2 separate regions of the Cyprinus carpio genome follow, and region 2 is linked to region 1. The links are chromatin contacts, called in public Hi-C maps. All regions are on one chromosome and are shown on one strand. Each heading gives the region's core, a stretch centred on a gene start, on an enhancer-like site or on the middle of the called end of the contact. The rest is flanking DNA. Distances are from core to core; before and after follow the strand shown. Region 1 overlaps LOC109099452 (zinc finger E-box-binding homeobox 1-like). Region 2 holds the start of LOC109058387 (male-specific lethal 1 homolog).

Region 1 (6,741 bases), core at 2,933-5,432:
AATACATACTTCATTCAAAAGAAACTACTACACAGAAAATGTGTTTTTTTTTTTTTTTTTTTTTTTTTTTTTTTTTTTTACTTGAATGCTGAATTGCTCTACAAATTTGTACAAAGTGAACGAATGCACACACATATGCATGCTTGCAAACACACACACACACACACACACACACACACACACACACACACACACACACACACACACACAGACACTGCAACATACACAACTGTAGCATATTTCAAGTAGTCCTCACCACTGTGGATGCGCAGGTGTTCTTTCAGGTGGTGTTTGTACTTGAAGGCTTTGCCACATTCAGTGCATTTAAACTTTCGATTCCCTCCTCCACCTGACTGAGTAACATGCCGCTAAAAACATAAGAGAGAGTGTGTTATAATAGGATGAACAACACTGCTGTCATTTATCTGTAAGTGTAAAATCTCTCAAGAAGTGTGCTTGATTTTTAACAATATGCCCTTTATATCATATATAATGACAACATTTAAATTTACAGTTTACAGCTTTTGGTACTTTTCTGTAGGTATTGCATGAGAGATTTAAGCCTTGTGCATTACTAATGTGTTAAATTCAACCATTTTGAGTCTGATTTTAAATATTTTCCTTTCACTGCGTTATGCAACATTCTAAAATTGTAGCCTTTCTACCCCAGTTGGCCCCTAGAAACCATTTTGATCACTTTACATTTAACACGGTTAACCAAAATGTCATTAAATCAAACTTCTTACACACATTACAGAATAAGGACAGAGTACCTGTTCTCGGCCAGCTTTGTGCGCGGTCATGTGTCTGTCAAGCTGTGTTCGATAGGCAAAGGTATAGCTGCAGAGAGAGCAGCTGAAGTTGTCCTCGCTCTTCTCGTGTCTGTATTTAATGTGCTCCTTCAGTGAGGTGTAACGCTTGTAGCCACGAGAGCAATAGGGACATGTGAGGAGCTGAGAAAATGAGTCTGGCGTGCCTGAAAGTGAGAGAGAAGAAAGTATATTACATTTTAATGTTTAGTGACTCCCTCTGTTATCTCTCTCTCCTTTATTTCCTCAAAAGCATATATTTGAAACATGAAAGAAAAAAATCTGTTATCTATCAGTAGTTGTAAATGTATGCAAATTTGCATACAACAATTTACTGTTATTCAAATATATCTGAAGAGGTGTGCAGGTAGACTAATGTACGGTAAAACAAGGGAATCCAGTATGGATTTGTGGCTCAGAAGTTTATCTGTGACGTGAGTGTGTGCACATTCAGACATGGATCAATGCACTGGCAAATGAGAATATGAGAGTTAGGGAAGATCTTTAATGTGTGACATTTCATATCCTGAAATATCTCCAGCAAGAAGAGCTGAAGAACAGCAGCTAACATAAAAAGAACAAGGAAATGGTTGGTGGGTGGTTAATGAAAGAAAAGGAAGGAAGGAAGGTAATTAATTGGATGGATGATGGATTTATTTAATAAATGAAAGAAAATGCTTGTTGGTGAAGCCTGTTACAAAAGCAACGTGAATAACAGGCCAGAGAAGATTTGACAGTGCATATTAACAAAATAATAAAGCCATGGTTGACACATCATACACTGTCATAATTTAATAACTTTAATTGAAATGCCATTATAGTGCATACAAATTAAGATACACTATTGTCATATTTCTCAAACCAAATGTATAAATTTAAGGAAACACTTAAATTTAAAGGTGTTGCAGGTGTAACAGAAATCATTTTAGAGACATTAGTGGTCAAGAAGAAGTGTGGCTGTTGTGCCGGTCTCCATACAGTATGTGGGATTCGAATGGTATGTGCATACAGTTGCAGGAAAAAGTATGTGAACCCTCGTGTCTTCTGCATAAATTTCTCAAAAAACAACACCAGAATAACAAAAATACACTGATTAGGAATGAGCAAGATGATATTTTGAATTTGCTACTCAGAAGAAGCATTGTCTGATGTTAACTATGCTTTTTACCTGATGAAGTGTTTACGATGTGTGTGTGATGTGTGCGTGTACCATTTTCATCATGTCCACTGGTTTCTGGCGTACCCTGTCGCGGTTCGTCTTCTGGAGCCTCTGGGAAGATGACGGCCGTGTCTCCTTGCTGGAGCATCTCCTCAACCAAAGCATCTCTGCTCCTCTCATCCTCATCCGACACACACTCCTCTCTCACTGCAACACGCACAAATACACACTTACACTGATGCTCACCGCTGTGTCTGTGGACAGAATATCAGTCATATGATGCGGCCCAATGCACGATAAAAATATAAAGGATGAGTTATTTGAATGAGAGCAAATAACAGCCAAAATACTTAGTGGTGACTCACTATTAAACAGTACATTAGCTAAATACTCAAAATAAGCTGTAGATACATAGCTTCATGTACATGGGTATGTAAACCCACAAAAACGCATATTAGTCCTGGATTGCACATTTACCTATTAAAAGCAAATGAAAAAGAAATGACTCTGGTGCAGCTAATTCAATTTTGGGCTTAATGCACAATCTGAGCTCAACGTCCCCATTAAACGAGCTTCTTTAATTTGAGAAATTCTCTTTTGCTCATTCTCTTTTGCTCACAAACAAAAGACTGGCTGAACTAACGATTGCAAATGAACAAGCAAAGGCTTCGGGAGAAACTGAGCCCTCGGGCGGAAGACTGTGCCTTAGCAATGCGCTCTCTCATGCGTATGCTGAAAATGAGTCCGCAATGTCAGCAATTACAACTAATGGCATTTGCTAGTGAGTCAAAACAACATTCGGAAACACCTGAGGACATTTGTGCATTTGTGTGTCGGAACGATTTAAGAGATCCTGCTATATGTGAGGACAAAAACAAAATGAAGAGGTGTTTTTTGTTTGTTTGTTTTTGTTTATGTCAGTGTTCTTTTGCTCGTTCTCACTCTCCTTCTCTTTTTCTAGTGCACTCTACCCTTGTCAGCAGTGATGTCTCCATAAGGGACACTGATTCACACAGACACTGTTTATTTGTCTGACGTGTAGGTTTTTCTCACCACAGTATAGACGGATGTCCTTGGTTCTATACAAAGATGACACATATCCTGTCATCAGTGTTTTTTTATTTATTTCTTTTTATTATCATTATTTTTTTTTTCCTTTTTTTAGTCACTTTTGTCTTTAAAATGTTTATTTAATTGTCAGTAGTTATTATAATTGTTATTAGCTATTATTTAATACTAATTCATTATTTATTATTTATTAACATTTTAATTGTATAATTTGCCTTATTTTTAATTTATTAATAAACATATATTAATTAATTATAAATGCATTACATTTTTTATTTTAGTCCATTCTACTCTGAAATAGCATGACTTTAGTTTATGATGATGTCCATAAATTGAAACATTTATTAATGCATCCAACATTTAACATTACTCAAGATTAACAAAATATAAATTAATCTAAAAACATTTGAATGTGTTTTTAATATCTTGCAGTGTTATAGTTCTCATTGTATTTTAGTTATTTTTTTCATTATGATAAAATTATTATATGTTGATTTAAATCTGGTCAACAAATATTTTTGTCAGTAATTTTGCAGACCAGAGTAACACTGCCTATCATGTAAGCAGGTACAAAAATAAGAGTAACAGAAGACTGATTTCACTGATTCATTTACACAACTACGCTCTTGAATGACCGGATATCATGATCTCCAGTGATTTAAATGGCAAATGTTTCAGTAGGTCCCTCCCAAACGTTCCTGTGAGATTTAAATTATGTTGAAATCTGGGTGTGAGATGTTCCACAAGTGAAGGAACAGATGATTACCAGAGCTCTCGCTCCAAGCTTTGCCCTGCACTATACAGCCATTACAGCATGCTGTTGTCATGACATCATAACACAACTGTAGCCGTGACAATCTCACATTATAAGTGGGCCAGAGATAGAGACATGAATGTAAGTGGGGCTGGACGAGAGTGTCTCCTTCCTCATTCTACACTCAGATCTACACTACAGCATTTCCAAGAAACACTTTATTACGCCTCATTATTAAATCCCGTGACATCTTGTGTGGAACAATATCCACTCAGGCCTTACAATAAAAACTGTTGACAGAGGGAGACAGATAGTCTTGTGATTGTACAACAAGCTTAAACCTTTTTTGAAGAGAATTAAGATACTTGTTGTAGTCTAAGCTCAGTTAAGTAACTAACACGTGTACATATGATCATATATGACATCCTGACCTTATTAGGGTTGAAGGTCAGATAAAGTGCAAGAGTGTACTGCAACGGGCTTGGTTTGATTTGATGATGGTGCACTAGTTAGCATGTTAGAGCTGGGTCACATGAGTCTAAATCTCAGCCAGTTTACAGATTTACTTTAACTCGGATGATTAAGTAGAGAAAATGAAGACATTAAACCCACTAACAAAACCGTTACAGTTGACTATGGCATTATCACTGAGGCTGAATGTGGCCCAAATCTGATTTTTCTGTGAGGTTGCTCACATGATCTGTATCAGATACTGGTTTGAACAGACAACACTCTTAAACTTATTTGTGCTTGTACCGTAAAACACCCTGGCATGTCCAACAGAAGTAAATAGGTGGAGGCAATGTTACAATTCTACACTGAATAATTATAAAGAAAAAGAGATCAAAGTGATTCAAGAATTGTAATTCTTACATTATCTCTTTGCCCTTATAATTAATCAATATGCACAATAATGAGTCCTAGAGTTCTCATGATAGAAATTTCTGAAGTATCGTGTGACACTGTAGACGAGTAATGGCTGAAAAGTCTTTATATTCATATTATATTTCACAATATTTCTCTTTTACTGCATTTTTTTCTTACCGACCCCAAACACTGGGAGTAGAATGTTAACTGAACATCTCTTTATGAGATTCACATGATTCTGATTCTTCTGTGCCTCATGGCATAGACCAGGCATATTTAAATGGCAGACCGCAGTCCGGGTCCAGACCGCGAGACAGTGGAGGCACTATTTTACCACCATTTTTCTAGATAAAGTGACCAGCGAGTCAAAACAATGAAGCAGTTCACACCATGAGCGCTCCGGGTCGTTTATTGTAACAATCTATCGGCGTTATATTCTCTGATATCTTTATCTAGATTCTAGATCCAAATGCAGTTCATGCAAGCCCTTCCCGTGCGCATTGCTTCTCTATAAAGACGCTAAAGCACCATTGAGAGCTGCCGATGACGTGGTTATTTTAACAACAGTAGCAGAAATACATCGATACTTTTGCTAAAACAAGAAAACAAACTGCAAGTGCTGAAAATATATCTGATCATTCAAACAAGGTTTGTGATAATACAATTCCATCTACATTTAGCATTAATCAGCATGTTTAAAACAAACTTATTTTAAAAAATGGCAAACTTTGAAATTACTATTTAATTTGTTGTCTGTTTATGATGCGAGCATTTTGATTATCATGTACATGTACACGTTTATTTATTTTAGTAGATACTTATTTTAAGCAAAATATAAAAATGGTTCAAGAGGAAAACTGTCACATGGTCTTCTGCCTTACATGTATCTAAATGTAAAAATAATAATTGCTTGATAAAACATCTGATCTTATCTTTTAATATTCATATTTTATTGAGGTCAGATCAACTGATGAAATATTTGATATAATTATTTATTTTTTCATAAAAAAAATAAAAAAAATCTCAGATGCCCCTGCCCTTTGGCTCTGAAGATCCAATATCTTCATTTTTATTATTATTATTATTATCTTGACTGTTTAGGTTTTCTCTTTCTCTTTTACAAAGCACTACTGGTGCCCAGATGGAAATTTATAATGCTTTACATTTAAATGGCTGATAAGCTTTCCTCTGAAACCCTCCACCTTCCCCAGCTCCACCTGTATAGATCTGCTATAGCAGCAGTATGTCTTTAATACTCACAGCACCATATCAGCTTATGTATTTGGCATTAGCAAGTTCCTGTACTTGATTGCCTCAGCAGCAGTGATAATCTACAAGTACAGCAATAACCAACAACCACAACAATTCAGCAGCAGCATAGAAGATATATTCCGCCAAGACCAAATACATTAACATTGTCATATCCATTACCATGCTAAAATCTTCCTAGAGTTCTCATGATAGAAGTATAGATATATTTATTTATATTTGTAGTATTGTTTTGTAAGGTAATCCGCTGGGAAGGAAATATAGAGACTAGACCTCTTGAAACTTTAATTAAATACGCCCGGTATATACCCTCAGCCAGCACTACATTTCCCAGAATTCACCAGCTTCACTTTTCCTGATTAAAGTTCTGATGAGATTTCTATTAGGAGTCTGGCACTTCCAGCACTTTCCCCAGTCACCAATTACTCCATCACCATATGCTCATGCACTTTAAAGGGGTCATGAACTGCATTTTTTATTTTATAATATTCTCTGAGGTTCACATATAACATAATAACTTAGAAGTAATAGGCTATTTTCTATCCTGTTTTTGAGTCTCTCTGCAGAACGGTCCGTTTTTATAGGCGGGGCACATTCAAGACTTGCAAGTAAACGCCCACTGCTATGATTGGCTTACAGTTTTGCTTATTAAAACCTAAGAGCCAAATATAGAATATAATCTCCCTAAAAGAAAAAAATGAGGTAAGCCCATCCGCCATATTTCTTGTTCCATTATGCTAGGTGCCTCTGCTCACCACATTACGTAAATGGCTTATTCCTAATGCCTGTTCAAGAAACATGTGGTTAAATTAAAG
Region 2 (6,442 bases), core at 120-2,619, 130 kb after region 1:
GACATGAACAGCTTGTGAACACAGAGAAACAGATTCATATATACATTGATCTGGTCCATTACTGTCTTTTACTCACTTCAGTTTGCATAAGTCAAGTGAGATAATAATTGTTTTCCTTTTTAAAGCCCCCCTCTTTCTGGGTTGCATCAAAACTACGAGAGAATGAGTTATGCTTTATGCAATAAAAATGTGCAATATCCTTATATTTATTTGTTACCCCTTCATCCTAGTACATCCCTGCATCTCCCTCTATTCTATTCCATTATCATCTATAGAACAACTGTTCATACAATTTATTTATTTTGCAATATTTGTATTTTTTGGGTGTTTTTTTTTTTTGTCTGTGTGTGTTGTTTTTGTCTCTGTACTGGAAGCTTATGTCACTAAAACAAATTCCTTGTATGCGCAAGCATAGTTGGCAATAAAGCTCTTTCTGATTCTGAGTTAGAATTAGAAAATGATTATCAATTGTATTATATCTCCCCCTGCTGGTGACACAAGTTAAACACATGTAAACGCATGTAATCTCATGCTGCTGAAACCAGCAGGTGAAATAAACTCCATTTGAATTAGATTTTTGAAATCATTATCTTTTCAAATTTATAATTTTTCCTTATCAGCTAATACATATGAACGCTTTTTACAAATGTAGACTTTTTACTAATTTCAAACACACAAAAACATAATGTATCCGAAAAAAAAAACACAACAATTTTTTGGCAACAAACACTATTTTACAATAAGTGGGTAATTTTTTCTTCAAAGTGATGGGTGAAATACTGTCATTAAAGTTGTATCAATGCAAAAAATACACCTGGACATACGCTCAATGTCAACTGAATACAGAGAAAAAGAGTTTTCAATCATTTGCTAAAGACTGAAAAAAATATATATATTTTTTAAAGTAGAAGACAGAAAAACATGGTACGAGAGTATACAAATTAAAAGTCATTGCAAATGGACGTCGTTCTGCTTGCTTTTTAACTGAAGATGAAATGATGTTGAGATACGTTTTAAATTCTTTCAGAAAGATCGGGAAAAATCGGTTGTTGTTAGTGAACTTACATTTGTGGATATAAAATTTGCAAAGATACATTTATAACAAAGCAAGCATTGTTTTAGTAGAATAAGAATCATATAGTGTACTTAAATAATGTCTTTAAAATTAATAATAATAATAATAATAATAATAATAATAATAAACCGAACGGAGTGCAAAACGTCAGAGGAAATGACGCTGGGGAAGGTCGCTTCCTCAAGTGTGCACAGCATGATCATGATCCCCATATTTTTTTCTCAGACGGACAATTAGCGTTCCAATACCAGAACTATCCTGAGTAGTTTACCTATGTTAAAGTAACTATACTCAGTTTAAGTGCATAGAAACTTTTATACGCACACTGCCTTTTAATATCGCTGGAAAGCCCCTTCACTCTGAATGTAAACACGTCCTGAGACGGCGCATGCGCACTGAGTCAAACGCACTCGTATGTTGGAACATTGTGCAGATTCAAGCTTGAAAATGGGGGACAAACAGCAATAAAAGTAAAGTAGAAGGCTTAATTAAAACGCGTTTCTCCAGATCATTGGGATTTTATCGTGGGCGAACCAGCAACTATGTAAGAAATGCGGCATGGATTCAAACTCGTAGTGCAGCAAAAACGACTTTATTTTATTACCTCGTTTGCTAACAGCGGCTAGCTAGCAATGAAGATCAAAATGGAGGCGGGCTATTTATTATTAGCTCGAGTTAAAATGGTTCATACCTCTTGAACGATATGCGTCACAGCGTTTAATAAGCAGATCCACATGTAGCTTTAGTATTATTGTAATAGATGTGTGCATGTCTTCACCCGAGCGCAACCGGTAGTGAGCTGCAGTGATCTGTTGTTTATGACCAAACATCTGATTTCTAGCCTGTAGACAACTTAATATCGTAACAGATAGTATGTGAATGGTTTTGGTGTTTTATTTAGTCTACGCTTACTCAGTAGATTTATTTTAACTTTATACAGAAGGTTAGGTTCCATGTATAGAAAGGAAGGATATACTTACAGTCTACAGAATTCAAGGAGATCCTCAAAACAATGAGTTGGAATTAAAATATCCGTCACTTTGTTATTATATTGATTCTAATTGTTTTTTTTTTTTTTTTTTTCTTGTACAGGTCTGCAGACACACCATTGTTGATATCAACTCTATAGGAGCCATGGTTCATGAGGTAGAGGCTTTTGTTCGTCATGAATATGCGACCCGAATGCTTTTCTAAAGTGGGATTGTACTCAAACAACTGTGACTTAAGCCCATCTCAAACAAGACACCCAGTTAGTGTCCGAAGAGAGATTGGAGATCCTTTCGGTGACACTCCTGACAGGACCAGACAACATCCGATCTTGGACAAGACTCTGGGTGGGAAAGCTGAACGGACTTCATTGCCTTTAAAGCCTGGCAGAGAGTTGGCTGTCGCTTCAGAGGCTGGCTCTGTGGGCACAGAAACACTGTCATCTCAAGCTAAACAAATGGGGGGTGAAGGCACCCCTGTAAAAAGTAAAACTCCTTTTGGACAGACCAACACCATTGATAACAAGCCAGAGTTTGTATCCATGAATTCACATAGTAATTCTAGAGACCCTGTGGGTGAGAAAAGTGCCAAAGGGTTAGAGACTATGGGGGTGTCTAATGAAAACTCAGAGGGCAAAAGGACGAATATGAGGAAAATCAGCAGTCATCCTCACGCACAAGCCACTTGCCTGAAACAACTGCTTCTGCTTCAGCTGGACTTGATAGAGCAACAACAGCAACAGCTGCAGTCTAAGGACAAGGAAATAGATGAACTCAAATCAGACAGAGACACGGTATGTATGCAAGCGTTGGGGTCAGTGAGATTTTTAAAATGAGCACAAATGAAATGTTCTTTTGAACTTTCCATTCATCAAAGAAATCCTGGAAAAAAGATGCATCACAGTTTCCACAAAAATATTAAGCAGCACAACTGTTTTCGAAACTGATAATAAATAAGAAATGTTTCTTGAGTACCAAATCAGAATATTCGAATGATTTCTAAAGGAGTATGTGACACTGGAGTAATGGCTGCTGAAAATTCAGCTAGAATAAATTACATTTAAGAATACATTAAAATAGCGATATTTTAAATTGCGCTTATTTCACAATAATACTGTATTTACTGTGTTTTTGATAAATGCACCCTTGGTTTATTGTTTATACTTGCAACCATTTTCTCATTCGGAAGACTTATGATTTTTTTCTAATGTATTTGTCCTGCCTTGAAACAGTTGCTTGCCCGAATTGAGCGGATGGAGCGCCGTTTGCAGTTGTTAAGTAAGGAACCACGTGACAAGAGGCTCTTCCAGCCACTAGAGAGATGGGTTCCTGACAGCGATGACTTTTGGGAATCACATTTGGGTGACAGCCCTCAATCTCAGGCGTCTAAGTCAAGTGGCAAAGTGCAAAAGAGGTAAGACTGGGAAATTCACCTGTTAATCACTCTTTCCTGTTATTTTCCTCTTCTGGCTTCTTGTGGCTTCTGCTTGACTGTCGTGACTTGTAAATACTCTGCCTAGGAAGTTCAGCTTGTTAGATGCAAAGAATCAGAGGTCAAGGGGTAAGACCTCAAAAATGACCCCACAAAAATTAGAGACAGAAGGGACATCACCATGTCAGCGGGACCTACGAAACAAGGAGACCCCAGAGAAGACAAATGTTGTGAAATCCTCTGGGCAAATGGACCCGCAGCCAGAGGGAGAGGAAGACAGCAAAGAAACGGAAGATCTTCCGTACATGACAACAACTGAGATGTACCTCTGCTGCTGGCAGCAACCTCCAGCCTCTCCATTAAGGGATGAGTCTCCAAAGAAGGAAGAGGATGTTGCAAGTATGTGCTTGGCTCAAATGCAAAATGGCAGCTGTAAACATTGATTTACAAATTGTAATACAAACATTTTTTCCTCAGTCCCATCATGGAGGGAAAACACAATGGAACCCCTTCAGGAGGAAGAGGCTGTTGACATCCCTGAAGTACGAGTCATCATTTGCGTCATATATGTATTATACATAAATCATTTACTCACTTCACTCATGTTGTTCCAAACCTGTATAAATTTCTTTTTTTATCTGTTGAATACAGAAGGAGATATTTTGAAGAATGTTGGTAAACATACAGTTGATAGTAGCTATTGATGACCTTAGTATTTGGTTCAATGGTTGTTTGGTTACCAACATTCTTCAAAATATATTGTGTGCTCAAAAGTAAAAAATAAACTTGAGAGTGAGTAAATAATGACAAAATTTTCATTTTTGTTTGAACTATTCCTTTAATTACAAGGCCTATTGTCATTTGTCCATCTTTTTTTATTTAGAATCTTGATGACAATGTTTTTCTGAAGCGGCACGCAAAGTTAGAACTGGATGAGAAGAGACGAAAAAGGTGAGATTTATTTTTAGACAATTGTTTACTGATCTGTGTTCGTGGCATCAACCCATTTTTGACCCTTTTGTTTTCGTTTTTTCATGCACATTCAAATGTTTTTTGAAGGTTTTGAAATCTCTTGTGCTTCATCTTCATATATTTGTTCATAAATACATATTATTACAATTTAAAATAAACTGTTGTCTGTTTTAATAAAGTTTAAAATGCACATTTCTGTGATGGCAAAGCTGAATTTTCAGCAGCCATTATTACTTTAGCGTTCAGTGTCACATGGTCCTTGCATGACGTGAATTATGAGTTATATTGTGATATTTAATTGAGACTAAAACTCAGCATACCTACTTAAATATATGCATATATAATAATAAAGATGACAGTTGCAGCTTGTGGTTAACGGAGTTCCCTTAACAGACAAGTTTTCTTCACAACAAATATAGTGATATACTTCAAATGAATAACTGTCATTAAAAGTTCACTGTTTATGTACAGTTATTAACTGTTTGAAACAACACTTTTAATTTTCTTGCTCTTTTCTTCTCTTAGATGGGACATTCAGAGAATACGTGAACAGCGTATGCTTCAAAGACTGCAGCAGCGCATGGAGAAGAAAAAGACAAATGTTCAGGAGAGCGAGCCAGAGTTGTTCTCGTTTTATCCTGATGTGGACAATGGTATGTCTTTTAGATTCATTTTATAAAATAGTATTTTTGTATTGTCTTTATAAACGAAAAAGCTGTTATCATATACCGTATTTTCTTTATTTATTCCATATTACTTTCCTCTTGTACAGTGGAGGCCATCATGGTAACACCCTTTCTGCCAGTAGTGGCATTTGGTCGGCCTTTGCCCAGTTTGCCTCAACAGTAAGAAATATCTCTTGATTAACATATAACTGCTTTTAAATACTGTTTAAGTGTCATATAACAATCATTTGCTGTCTGCCAGAAATTTTGAGCTGCCCTGGCTTGATGAAAGAAGTCGATGTCGCATTGAAAACCAAAAGAAACAAACACCTCACAGGACCTGTCGCAAATGAGTTGCACATGTTCTTGCTATGTGTCCGAGTTGAGTACCACACAGAGGAAAGCTACTTCATGTCTTGTGGCAGAACATGGGGTTGAAGCAGGCAAAGCGGGGTTTGTTCAATCAAGTGACAGAATATTAGCTCATCATTACGGTTTTGTGTCCACCTGCCTTCTGCTCGCACAGAGACTGTTTAGGCGGGAAAGAAATGGCAGCATTGCAGCTGTGTATTCATTTTATTGTGCCCTGATAATAAAGCACTAACTGCCCAGCTAACTGCTATTTTAGTTCCCTCACAGTCAGTGTGTGGCCTTGATTAAATCCTTTTCTTGTAGTCCTGTTCTGTGTACTTTCACTGAGGCTAAGTGATATTGATTATTGCAGGCTCCACTGCAAATACTGTTTTTTAATGTGCACTAAACTGTGGTTATGGAGTACTGCTGCACATTTGCATGTAATGCCTCAATGTTTGTGTTGAGAGTGACTTTTTAAAAGAGCTTTTGTTTTTGCAAATGTAATTGTGCATGATAAATCTTATGCCTAAAAATGTACATATTTTTGTAAACATAGTGTAGTTGTTTAGAGGGAAAGAAATTGTCAGGACTGTAGTAAGGATGCTAAAATGTGTAGATGAATGCCCCGATGTAAAAGAGTAAGTAAGAATTGTGTGTATGGCCATTCAAGTGTCTCTGAAGCTGTTCAGCATCCCATGCAGGTCTAAAGACAATGCCCTTTATGTTATTTTTGGATCAGTTAGTTGGTCTGATGATGTTGTTTTCGTTGTACCTCAACCTTCTTATTGAAAATACATATATTTTATCTTAAAACCTTATCCATGTCCAGAAGTGTTGCTAGTCTTTATTCATTTTGCATAAATTCAGTGTCTCATGGGATTTATTTCAGGCCATTTCCTAAACATATTCTTAAAAGTGATAATCTGGTTTTGTGTGTAAAACACTTTTTTTTTTCCCC

Evidence for each region. Hi-C and Micro-C count contacts between places; a contact is called where the count stands out from the background.
Region 2: a Hi-C map of skeletal muscle shows a contact between it and region 1, with 4 times the contacts expected there. The contact joins the promoter of LOC109058387 here to the enhancer-like site in region 1. A contact is called at or near these places in 6 of 8 Hi-C or Micro-C datasets (liver, red blood cells and skeletal muscle).

The regions. Positions count from the first base shown.
Region 1 is chrA12:14,273,574-14,280,314 of ASM1834038v1, forward strand. It overlaps LOC109099452 (zinc finger E-box-binding homeobox 1-like), which reads right to left. Exons shown (of 8, transcript XM_042767727.1): 3 at 2,020-2,175; 4 at 774-976; 5 at 257-368. Among protein-coding and RNA genes, the nearest start is that of LOC109099452, 50 kb to the right of the region's middle. Within about 2 kb of position 4,183, at least 1 of the 8 cell types and tissues checked has an H3K27ac peak or open chromatin away from gene starts, as enhancers often do. A contact at or near this core is called in skeletal muscle, where this site is marked.
Region 2 is chrA12:14,402,562-14,409,003 of ASM1834038v1, forward strand. It overlaps LOC109058387 (male-specific lethal 1 homolog), which reads left to right and starts at 1,370. Exons shown (of 9, transcript XM_042767739.1): 1 at 1,370-1,619; 2 at 2,168-2,855; 3 at 3,294-3,475; 4 at 3,582-3,892; 5 at 3,971-4,035; 6 at 4,377-4,444; 7 at 4,991-5,118; 8 at 5,238-5,310; 9 at 5,393-6,302. The coding sequence starts at 2,241. The coding sequence ends at 5,483.